Regions from separate parts of the Pan troglodytes genome. Here region 2 is linked to region 1. A link is a contact called in public HiChIP or PLAC-seq data. All regions are on one chromosome and are shown on one strand. Each heading gives the region's core, a stretch centred on a gene start, on an enhancer-like site or on the middle of the called end of the contact. The rest is flanking DNA. Distances are from core to core; before and after follow the strand shown. Region 1 holds the start of NIPA2 (NIPA magnesium transporter 2). Region 2 holds the start of CYFIP1 (cytoplasmic FMR1 interacting protein 1).

What was found. HiChIP or PLAC-seq counts read pairs in DNA pulled down with a chosen protein or histone mark.
Region 2: a contact with region 1 is called in an H3K4me3 HiChIP or PLAC-seq map of stem cell-derived excitatory neurons, with 4 times the contacts expected there. The contact joins the promoter of CYFIP1 here to the promoter of NIPA2 in region 1. A contact is called at or near these places in 1 of 7 Hi-C or Micro-C datasets (stem cell-derived neural progenitor cells) and 1 of 1 datasets of contacts at active chromatin or transcription factors (stem cell-derived excitatory neurons).

The regions. Positions count from the first base shown.
Region 1 is chr16:12,085,487-12,091,147 of NHGRI_mPanTro3-v2.0_pri, forward strand. It overlaps NIPA2 (NIPA magnesium transporter 2), which reads left to right and starts at 3,753. Exons shown (of 8, transcript XM_016927745.4): 1 at 3,753-4,965.
Region 2 is chr16:12,229,841-12,235,976 of NHGRI_mPanTro3-v2.0_pri, forward strand. CYFIP1 (cytoplasmic FMR1 interacting protein 1) reads right to left here and starts at 2,308. Exons shown (of 31, transcript XM_016927743.2): 1 at 2,198-2,308. The coding sequence starts at 2,293.

The sequences.
Region 1 (5,661 bases), core at 2,503-5,002:
AAAGTAAAGACAGGCATAGGAAATCACAAGAATATTGATTGGGGAAGTGATAAGTGTCCATGAAATCTTCACAATTTATGTTTAGAGATTGCAGTAAAGACAAGCATAAGAAATTATAAAAGTATTAATTTGGGGAACTAATAAATGTCCATGAAATCTTCACAATCCACATTCTTCTGCCATGGCTTCAGTCGGTCCCTCCCTTTGGGGGTCCCTGACTTCCCGCAACAGGGAATGCCACTATTCATTTTGGAAGGACAAAGGGCAATTTTAACTAGTGATAGGGGTTGAGGTAAAGAAAAAATGATCATCTGCTTTGCTGTTTTGATGCTTCTGTTGTAACAAAACCAAAACATACAAGAGTAATTGGGGAACAATTTATACATAAGAAAACTATTTGATTTCCTAATACATGATTTTTAAAAATACTGTTTTAAAGCTGTTGAAGTCTTGTCATTGTTACAGAAGCACAGGCCAGACTTCTTGCTTCTGTGCTTCTGTAACAATGACAAGATTTCAACAGCTTTATTGGGGTATAATTGACATATAATAAACTGCACATATATAAAATGTGTGATTTGGTAAGTTTTGACAAGTGTCTTATGATGAAAACATTGCCATAAACAAAACACCGAACATCCCCATCACGCCAAAGTTTCTTTTTGACCCACTGTAATCCCTTCACCCTCCTTGCCTCCTCTACTCCTAGGGGTCCATTCATCTGCTTTCTGTAACTATACATGGGCTTCCATTTCCTAGGCTTTTATATAAATGTGATCGTTGAGTACACATTGTTTTTTTGGTCTGCTTGTTTCACTTACTAATTATTTTGAGACTCAGCTATGTTAAGGCATGTATCAATAGTTCATCCCCCCGCCTTTTTTTTTTTTTTTTTTTTGAGGCTTTTTTTTTAGGAGTTTTGCTCTTGTTCCCCAGGCTGGAGTGCAATGGTGCGATCTCAGCTCACTGCAAGCTCCGCCTCCTGGGTTCCCGCTCTTCTCCTGTCTCAGCCTCCCGAGTAGCTGGTACTATAGGTGCCGCCACCACCACACCCGGCTAATTTTTGTATTTTTAGTAGAGACGGGGTTTCATGGTGTTAGCCGGGATGGTCTCAATTTCCTAACCTCGTGATCCGCCCATCTCGGCCTCCCAAAGGGCTGGGATTACAGGTGTGAGCCACCGCACCCGGCCTGCAAGTATTTTTATGGATACATTTCTGTTGAGTAAATACTCAGGAGTAGAACTGCCAGGTCATTTGGTCGGTGTATGTTTAACTTTTTAAGAAACTGTCAACCAATTTTCCAAGGAAATTGTCCCATTTTACAATTCCACCAGTAGTGTATGAGAAGGAGTTACAGTTTTAAAACTTTAAAAATATCTCATGACAACTGCTTGAACACTCAGAGTATACAAGATGTACAACATCACGGGCTGGAGAAGTGATGTGGGCATGTAAGAAGCCTGCAGCATATTAGCAAGGTATATACAGACTTATAAAGACAATGCACTGTGCAGTGTCAGGGGAGGTGTCCGGTGGGAGGTCCAGATAATGACAGAAAGCTGATTAGATGAGGTGGAGCTCCAGCTGGCAGAAAGGAGTGACAAGCAAATTTGTTCGTTAGGTTAAATTAACATACCGACACCTAAGCATTCCTGTTCATATGAACAAACCACTACTTTATTACTCATCTGCCTCCTAGAGCAGCAGTCCCCAACCCTTTTGGTACCAAGGACTGATTTCATAGAAGACAATTTTTCCACAGACGTTGGGAAGGGGGGCGCGGGGAGGATGTTTTCGGGGTGAAAGTGTCCCACCTCAGATCATCAGGCATTATTTAGATTCTCATAAGGAGCGTGCAACCTAGATCCCTCGCATGCACAGTTCACAATAGGGTTCGCACTCCTGGGTCCCCAACCCAGGGGGTTGGGGATCTCTGTCCTAGAGGTATTTGTTGGCATCTGTATCAGTTAGTTATTGCTACATACCAATCTACCCCAAAATAAGTGGCTCAGACAATAGTAATTTATCCTTCCTCATGTGTTTATGGGTTAATGGGGCAGTTTTGGTCAGTGGCTGGTCTCAGTGTTAGTCAGCCAGCATTTACCTAGGTGGATTTGCTGCTTGCCTTGCCCCATGTGGTCCCCTCCTCCAGCAGGCTAGTCCAGGCATCATAATTTAGGCTGGAACTGCCACATGTTCTTGGCCAAAGCCCAAGGCCAGTACAGATTCAGGAAATAGAGGGGAGCTGCAAAGTCACTGCAAAATGTGTGGGAAATTGGAGCCATTTTTCATCAATCTACCACATCACCTGAGACCAACTTGTCAACCATCTTTCAATATTCAATGGAATTCCTTATCTGAGAGTGTCATCTAGCCAAAACATGGCTGAGACCAAAGAAAGTAATAGATCCTCTGAGCCAGTTCTGAGATGCAAGTAATAGGTCCTCTGAGCCAGTTTTAAGATGATTGCTAGGCTCACGGCAGATTAAAAGCTTTAAAATTAGAAGCTGCATAGTGACCTAAACCAAAACCAGAGTGGTCAGGGGCTGTGTATACAGTCTAGAACACAACAGTCCAATAGGATTAGAGCCTGAAAAGGACAAATGATATTTGGTGTTTTGTTTCAATAAGTGCATAATTCATTTTATAAAGATCCTCACCCCACATGATTTGAATTTCATATAACAGTGTTTTTGTGTCTAGTCGCAACCTGGAACAACATTCCTAAGGGACTCTACACCTGCAACCAAGGAATCATTGATTTACTAGGAGATCTAACTCTAGCTGGCTACTCTTTGCTTCTTACAAATGAGCTCTGTCTTTGACTACTTTTGCAGAAACCACGTTGGTGGATCCCAAGGAATTTCTCCTTTCCAGGAGGAGCCAAGGCAGGATAGCCTAACAGTTAGTTTCCTATACATCTCATGAAAAATAAATCTGCGCTTTGGGAGGCTGAGGCAGGTGAATCACGAGGTCAAGAGATCGAGACCATCCTGGCCAACATGGTGAAACCCTGTCTCTACTAAAAATGCAAAAATTGGCTGGGCGTGGTGGCTCACACCTGTAATCCCAGCACTTTGGGAGGCTGAGGCGGGCGGATCACGAGGTCAGGAGTTCGAAACCAGCCTGGCCAACATGGTGAAACCCCATCTCTACTAAAAATACAAAAATTAGCTGGGCGTGGTGGTGTGCACCTGTAATCCCAGCTACTGGGGAGGCTGAGGCAGGAGAATGGCTTCATTGAACCCAGGAGGCAGAGGTTGCAGTGAGCCGAGATCGTGTCACTGCGCTCCAGCCTGGGTGACAAGCAAGACTCCGTCTTAAAAAAAAAAAAAAAAAATTAGCCGGGTGTGGTGGCGCGCGCCTACAGTCCCAGCTATTCGGGAGGCTGAGGCAGGAGAATCGCTTGAACCGGGGAGGCGGAATTTGCAGTGAGCCGAGATCGTGCCGCTGCACTCCAGTCTGGCGACAGAGCGAGACTCTGTCTCAAAATCAATCATTCAATCAATCTGCTCTCAGTGTCTCGAGGCGGGCTTTCACCAACGTCAACCTCACATCTATTCCGCGACCGGGTCAGTAAGGAAGGGCCCAGCGGTCGTCGAACTACCACAGCTATTTCGGCCCCGCCCCGTCCCGCCCCCAGCTTTGGACCCACCCTTTCCCCCGCCTCTTGCCCTCTTTGGAGCTCTGTTCCCCTTTGGCATCGCCCGGGGACACCAATTAAATGCAGCTTCACACTGTGACTGCCCCTGGGAACCCTCGTTTTATTTTATTTATTTATTTATTTTTGAGAAGGAGTCTCGCTCTGTCGCCCAGGTGGAGTGCAGTGGCTGATCTCGGCTCACTGCAACCTCCGCCTCCCGAGTTCAAGCGATTCCCCTGCCTCAGCCTCTGGAGTAGCTGAGATTACAGGCGCGCACCAACACGTGCAGCTAATTTTTGTATTTTTAGTAGAGATGCGGTTTCCCCATGTTGGTCACGTTGGTCTCGAACTCCTGACCTCGTGATCCGCCCGCCTCGGCCTCCCAAAGTGCTGTGATTACAGGTGTGAGCCACCGCGGCCGGCCGGAACCCTCATTTATTCTATTTTTTTTTGAGACGGAGTCTCGCTCTGTCGCCCAGGCTGGAGTGCAGTGGCGGGATCTCCGCTCACTGCAAGCTCCGCCTCCCGGGTTCGCGCCCTTCTCCTGCCTCAGTGGCCCGAGTAGCTGGGACTACAAGCACCCGCCACCACGCCCGGCTAATTTTTTGTATTTTTAGTAGGGGCGGGGTTTCACCGTGTTAGCCAGGATGGTCTCGATCTCCTGACCTCGGGATCCGCCCGCCTTGGTCTCCCAAAGTGCTGGGATTACAGGCGTGAGCCACAGCGCCGGGCCCGGAATCCTCGTTTTAAATAAGGGCCACGCCGGAGTTTGATTTTGAACTGATCGGCCAACGCCACCTGGCAGCATACTGTACTGCTTAACTACCCTTCCAGCTTCGTCCCTCGCCAGGTCCCGCCTGGATCCTGCGCCCCGCCCCCGTCCCCGCCCCCGTCCCCGCCCCCGTCCCCGCACGCTACGCGCCCCGCCCTCCGCGCTCAGCCGACTGGGGCCTTGTAAAGGAACCGGAACCCGGCGGGAGAGAGCCCCGGGGGCGGGGTGTATGTGGTGCGGCACTGCGCGTGCGCGCGAGGCCTCTTGCGTCATTTAGCCGCGCCTAGGTTTTCCGGCGCCGGCCCTAGGTCCCGGCAGCGGTGGTGACGGCGGTGCCGGAGGTTGTCCTTGGCAGGTTTTCCTCGGCGCTTTTCCATGGAGGAGGCGGTGCGAACGGCTTCAGCCCCGAATGCTCGCATCTCCCACTGGACGGCGACGAAGGCGGTGGCCGTGCGAGCGCAGGACTGGGCGGCCTGTGTGGGGGTGTGAGCCGCGGTGCCCCAGGCTGCGCCGGCGAGGGGAAGCCGCGCGGCCGGCCGGCCGACTAGGGTGAGGTCGCCACTCCTTCCTTTCAGGCAAGCGCGAAGGGGCTGACTTGGTGGCGAGCCAGCCCGCCTTGTGTCGGAGAAGGGTTCTTCGGGCAACTTTCCTTTCCGGGTGTTCTGAAGCGGTTTTCCTGTAATCCTCAGTGAGGAAACCCACCGTGAATCGGATTGCCGTTCAGTCCCACGGAAGCCTGGCTCGTTGGCCATGTCGGGGACGCATGTTCATTAAGTTCATTAAAATAATTTCATTTGTCTTGGTGAGTTTTAGAAGGTGGCTTCAGCTGCTGCGGGGATCCTAACTGACAGTTAAACAAGCCTTAGAAGTCTGCTGTGACGTTTTGAGCCTGGCTGTTTTAATTTCGTTTTATAAAATCACGGAATCCTATTTCCCTCTCTATACAATTGCGCAAAACTGTGTGTTTAGTTTGGTGTTTGTGCCTCCTTAATTTCTTTTCTAGGTTGTTAGTTCATTTAATACAGGACTGCATGTTAAGTTCTGTTTCTAGAAATCCTGTGTATAGCCATGTGCCCGGTTAATACTTTTTTTTGTAAGAGGAAATATCAGAGTCGAGAGTTTCCATTCCAGTAAGCTGCCTGTCGAAGCAGTAGTTGTGCTCGATTGAGTAGGTTTTATGTTGATTGGTTGGCAAAATGAGTATGAAGGCTAGTAACCAAATTATAAAACGTACTTAGTAACTTT
Region 2 (6,136 bases), core at 1,058-3,557, 140 kb after region 1:
ACTTTTAGTATACACGGTTCTATACTGTTTAATGTTTTTAATGAACTATAGTTTTGTAATTTTTCTCATCACTTTATCATTTTAGTCTCTCTCTCAGGCTGTATCCGAGAGCCACACTTTTCAGACCCTTGTATCTTTACTCTTCAGGGACAAACCAGAGCATAGCTGAATCTCCAACGCCTTATGCTAAGCGAAACAAGCCAGACTCCAAGCCCACATGTGACATTCTGGAATGGGCAAAGCAGGAGGACTGAGGAACAGACAGGCGGCTGCAAGAGCGGGGAGGAGAGAGGCTGCCTTCCTGAGTATCCTGACTGCGGTGGAAGTCACTACAGTCCACGCACCTGCTACAGCTCACTGAACTGAACACCAAAAAGTGAATCTTACTAAAAGTTTAAAATAAATTTAAACACACACACAAACTTAGGGGGTACATTTTCTCTGAGCGCAGCACAGACACCTGTCTTAACGCAGGAACCGTCCTCCGCCACGACTCCAGGGCGCCTCGGTCGCAGTGAGGGCACCGGCACTATCTCCCTACTGGCCCTACGAGTGCACACCTGCTACGGCCCGCGCCCACTCACAGCGTGACTCGTTCTTCCAGGCTCCGTGCCTGCAGATCTAGACATCACTTGGAAAACCGCTGGCCACCCGCAGGGAAAAGGCAGCATGCGTGGGGCCCCCGCGGGTCCCGGCCTGGCCGGGACTCTGCCACCAAGCTGTCAAGCATAGCAATGTGCGCACTGCACCAGGCATCACCGCGGCTCCGACCACGCCTCATTCCGGAGTCCGACGGACGACTGCAAGAAACACCACCGCTCCCGGCGCAGCCACGGTGCCCTCCGCCGCCAGAAAACAAACGCTCCCGAGCCTCAGTCCCCAGCGGCGACCACGCGGCGCTGGGCTCAGTCAGCAGCCGCTCCCTGACTGGACTTAATAGCGGAGCTGACACCGTCCAGACGCCCCTCTCAGCTTAAAATACGTTCCATCAACCCCGTTTCCCAATTATTCTTGCACCCTTCTTGTCACACCCACAATGTGCTGCAAATTAAGCTCACGCATTTCAGCCTTAAAATACACAATTCAGATGCTTGTGCGAAACAGTGCTGCCTCCGTAACGATCGCGCCTCCTTAACAAAGCCCAAAACTCCTCTCTCCAAGAATGCCCGGAATGGCTCCGCGGACCAGGCTCCCTCCGGTCCTCACAGGGGCACGAAACAACAACGGGTTCAGATCTTGCTGCGCGACCTTAGTGCAACATTAACAATCTGCCTGCTCCTTACTTTCCAACAAAAACGTCAAACACTAAGGTATTCCTTCGCCACTGGAGCTGTGCCACGTGCCGGGGCGCGGAATCCGGGATCCGGGGGCGCGAGGCGGTGAACGCGGGGGCGGGGAGCTCGGGGCCGAGGCCGAAAGGCCGGGGGCGCAGGGCCCGGGAAGCCAGTGCAGGGAGTGCGGGGACCTGGAGCCCGGGAGGCGCGGGAGCCCGGGGCCGGGACCTGGGGGACGCGGGGACCAGGACGATCCCGGAGGCCGCGCCGCCGGGGAGGCCGCGCCGCCGGGGTTGGGCGGGGAGGAGGGGGCTCCGTCCCGGCCCCGCCGCCGCCCTGGCCGGCCCAGGTTCCGAGGGGGACCCGGACCCCGCGGAGGCCGCAGGGCAGGCGCGGGCGAGCGGGGTTCCTCACCTGCGTCCGCGGCGGCTTGGGGGTCCTGGGCGGGCCCTGGGAGTTTCCTTGGCCGAGTGAGTCACTCGGGCTGGCCGGGAATGCGCCAGGAAACACTCGGCCTCCTCCCCTTCCTCCCGGGGCGGGGGCTCTCCCGGCTCGGCCTCTTCCTCCCGGCGCTCCTCCCTCCCGGCCGCGGCCCCGGCCGCTCCCTCCTCCTGGCGGGGCGTCCCCGGCCGGGCGGCCCCTTTCCCCACGCCAGCCGCCGAAGGTGTCCTCCCAGGCAGAGAGCCCCTGGCTACCTGCCGGCCTGGGTCACCGCAGCCTGCGCGGGACGGCGGGGTCGGGGCGGAGCGGGCGTGGGGTCCTCCTGCGGGTCCGTCCGGCTCGGAGCGCGAAGGAACGGGGTCCGCACCCTGTCCCGGGGCTCCACCGGGTCAGGGCGGGGGGTGGCCTGAGCTGCGGAAGGAGCTCAGGGGGACACCCAGGGCGCCCGTGTGGCGCCGCCCCACTTGGCAGGAGGCGCTCACCTGCGCTCGTCGGGAGGGTTCCAGGCGCGGGTCCCCGCTGCAGGTCGGCGCGCAGAGCCCGCTGGGGACCCCCCCGGCCGGCCCCTGCGGCCCCATTGCCTGCGGGAGCCAGGGACAAATCCGTGCGCAGACCTGCGGGAACGGCGGACGGAAGAAAACCTGATTTGAGCTCGTGCCAAAAAACAATCTTGAAAGGCCCGTGAAGAAACATACCTCACAAGGAAACGCTGAGTGGAGTCAGCTGGTCACAGGCGTGTTTAGGAAAACTGCCCTAAACGCCCCGCTCAGCCGCAGCAACCTCACTCCCCATTCATCTGCGACCCCTGGTTCTTATGGAGAACAGTAAGGATGGGCATCAGATATTCTAGTCTGGTCTCTAGATTATGAAGGTTTGGTTACCCCCGCTTGTGCTCTGCGGTAAGGCAAAAAGCAGCAAATGGATCCTGACCAGCGGATTGAGACAATCTACCAGTTGACTCAATATTCGGAGATCACTTTCTCACATTCCTGCAAAACAGGGGCTTTGGATAACATTCTGGTTCCCAGTCCACACATTTTCAAATCCGCAGATTACTCCTTTTCTGTGCCTAGGGTGGAGTCTCAAAATTAGATTCCAAAGGTTTTTACATTGTAGATGACATGATAGAACCCAAATTCAAGTTATACTGTGATAATTTAAAATATTGTAATCCCGGCCGAGCGCAGTGGCTCACGCCTGTAATCGCAGCATTTTGGGAGTCCGAGGCGGGCGGATCACCTGAGGTCAGGCGTTCGAGACCACACTGGCCAACATGGTGAAGACCCCGTCTCTACTAAAAATACAAAAATTAGTCGGGCATGGTGGTGTGCGCTTGTAATCCCAGCTACTCGGGAGGCCGAGGCAGGAGAATCGCTTGAACCCAGGAAATGGAGGTTGCAGTGAGCCAAGATCGTGTCGCTGCACTCCGGCCTGGGCGACAGAGCAAGACTCCGTCTTAAAATAATAAAATATTGTAATCCCTAGAGCAATTAATAAAAAATAATACAGCTAAAAATCCAAGAAAAGAGATAAAATAGAATACAAAAATATACTTGATCCAAAAGAAAGCAGGAAGGAGCAAAAAGCACATAAGGCAAAGACAAAGAGCAAGCAGTTAGACTTCAACCACATTAGTAATCACATTGAATGTAAATGGACTAAACATGTAATCCGTTTACTAACTGTAAATGGATTAAAACACAGAAATTGTCACATTGGATTAAAAACGAGACCCAAATATATTCTGTTTTAAGAAGACATAATTTTGGCCGGGCACAGTGACTCATGCCTGTAATCCCAGCACTTTCGGAGGCCAACGCGGGTGGATCAACTGAGGTCAGGAGTTCAAGACAAGCCTGACCCACATGGCAAAACCCCGTCTTTACTAAAAATACAAAATTAGCTGGGTGTGGTGGCACATGCCTATAATCCCAGCTACTCAGGAGACTGAGGCAGGAGAATCGCTTGAACCTGGGAGGCAGAGGTTGCAATGAGCTGAGATTGCGCCATTGAACTCCAGCCTAAGCAACAAGAGTGAAACCTGGTCTCAAAAAAAAAAAAAAAAAAAAAAAAAGACATAATTTAAATATAGGACACAAAGAGGCTGAAATTAAAAAGATGCAAAAGGACATGCTAATCAGAAAGGTGGAGTGATTATATTAATATCAAAGTAGAATTCAACTCAAGGGGCACTATCAGTGATAAAAAGGACATTTGATAAAAATAAATGGGTCAATTAAGTATGAAAAAATAGGCCGGGCATGGTGGCTCACGCCTGTAATTCCAACACTTTGGGAGGCTGAGGCGGGCAGGTCATCTGAGGTCAGGAGTTCGAGACCAGCCTGGCTAACATACCCTGTTTCTACCAAAAATACAAAAAATTAGCCAGGTCTGGTGGCACATGCCTGTAATCCCAGCTACTCGGGAGGTTGAGGCAGGAGAATCGCTTCAACCTGGGAGGCGAAGGTTGCAGTAATCCCAGCTACTTGGGAGGCTGAGGCAGGAGAATCACTTGAACCCGGGAGGCAGAGGTTACAGTGAGCCAAGGTCGTGCCATTGCACTCTAGCTTGGGCAACAAGAGTGAAACTCCGTCTCAAAAGAAAAGGAAGAAAAAATAACAACTTTTAGTGCATATATACATCAAATAAGTTTTGAAATATTTAGACAAAGATGGATAGAATCAAAAGAAGAAATAGGCGAATACACACTCATAGAGATTTGAACTTCTCTCTATTAGTAATTGATAGGACAGGCAGACACAAAAAGAAGTAAAGATACAAAAATTTTTTTAAGTAATTAACCTATTATACCTAAATGGCACCTCCACAAAACAGAATACAGAATGCATTGTACGGAATGAAAGATGTTCAGACGCTTTGTACTGAAGACTTCAAGCTGTTACTGACAGGAATTAAAGTTTTCAAATAAACACGTAACATTCACAAAATATACCATATGTTAGGAAGTAAAACAAGTCTCATCAGATTTCAAAGGGTCAAAATTATTTACAGTAGTTCCCACCTCATCTTCTGGGGATAAGCTTCAAGACCCCTGGTGGATGTCTGAAAGGACAGATGTAGCACACTCTACACTGTATAGACTATATATTTTTCTATATATGCAGGCCTATGATAAAGTTTAATTTATAAAGTACACACAGGTCGGTAATCCCAGCATTTTGGGAGGCCAAGGTGGGCGGATTGCTTGAGCTCTGGAGGCAGAGGTTGCAGTGAGCTGAGATTGTGCCACTGCACTCCAGCCTGGGCGATAGAGTGAGACTCACAGAGTGAGATTCCATCTAAAAATAAATAAATAAATAAATTAGACACAGTAAGACATTAACAATAATAAAAATAGAACAATCGTAGTGGTATACTATAATAAAAGTGATGTAGTTCGTCTCTCTCTCAAAATATCTCATTATACTGTACTAGTAGTCCCCCTCCTCTGAGTTCCAGTTACTCATGGTCAACCATAGTCTGAAAATAGGTGAGTATAGTACAGTGCTTATTTAAAAACAACCATTAGGCCAGGTGCGGTGGCTCATGCCTGTAATCCCAGCACTTTGGGAGGCCGAGGCAGTGGATTGCTTGAGCTCAGGGGTTCAAGACCAGCCTGGCCAACAGGACAAAACCCCCTCTCTACAAAATACAAAAATTAGCTGGGCGTAGTAGCCGGTGCCTGTGGTCCCAGCTACCACTGAGGCTGAGGCAGGAGAATCACTTGAACCCGAGAGTTGGAGGTTGTAGTGAGCCGACATCGTGCCACTGCACTCCAGGCTGGGCGACAGAGCATGACCCTGTCTCAAAAAAATAGAATGAAATAAAATAAAATAAAATAAATAACCATTTAAAGCCTCTGGAAATGGGCCTAAGGGCAAACAGCCAATGAAGAATTATCTATAGAAATGAGGCTACTATACAGCAATGGAACAGAATAGTGAAAATTAAGTACACATTATTTGGTCAATTGGTTTTCAATTAAGATGCTAAAGGACTTCCATGGAGAAAGAAAACTCTTTTTTGGCTGGGCACAGTGGCTCACACCTGTAATCCCAGCACTTTGGGAGGCCAAGACGTGCAGATCATCTGAGGTCAGGAGTTCGAGACCAGCCTGGCCAACATGGCGAAACCCTGTCTCTACTGAAAATACCAAAATTAGCTGGGTGTGGTGGCGAGTGCCTGTAATCCCAGCTACCCCGGGGGCTGAGGCAGGAGAATCACTTGAATCCAGGAGACAGAGGTTGCAGTGAGCTGAGATCACGCCACTGCACTCCAACCTGGCAACAGAGAGAGACTCCGTGTTAAAAAAAAATAAAAATAAAAAAATAAAAGAACCTTTTTTAAAAAAATGGTGCTAGAATAACTGCATAACGATGTACAAAAACTGAAACTCAACTTCCTCCCCAACACCATGTACA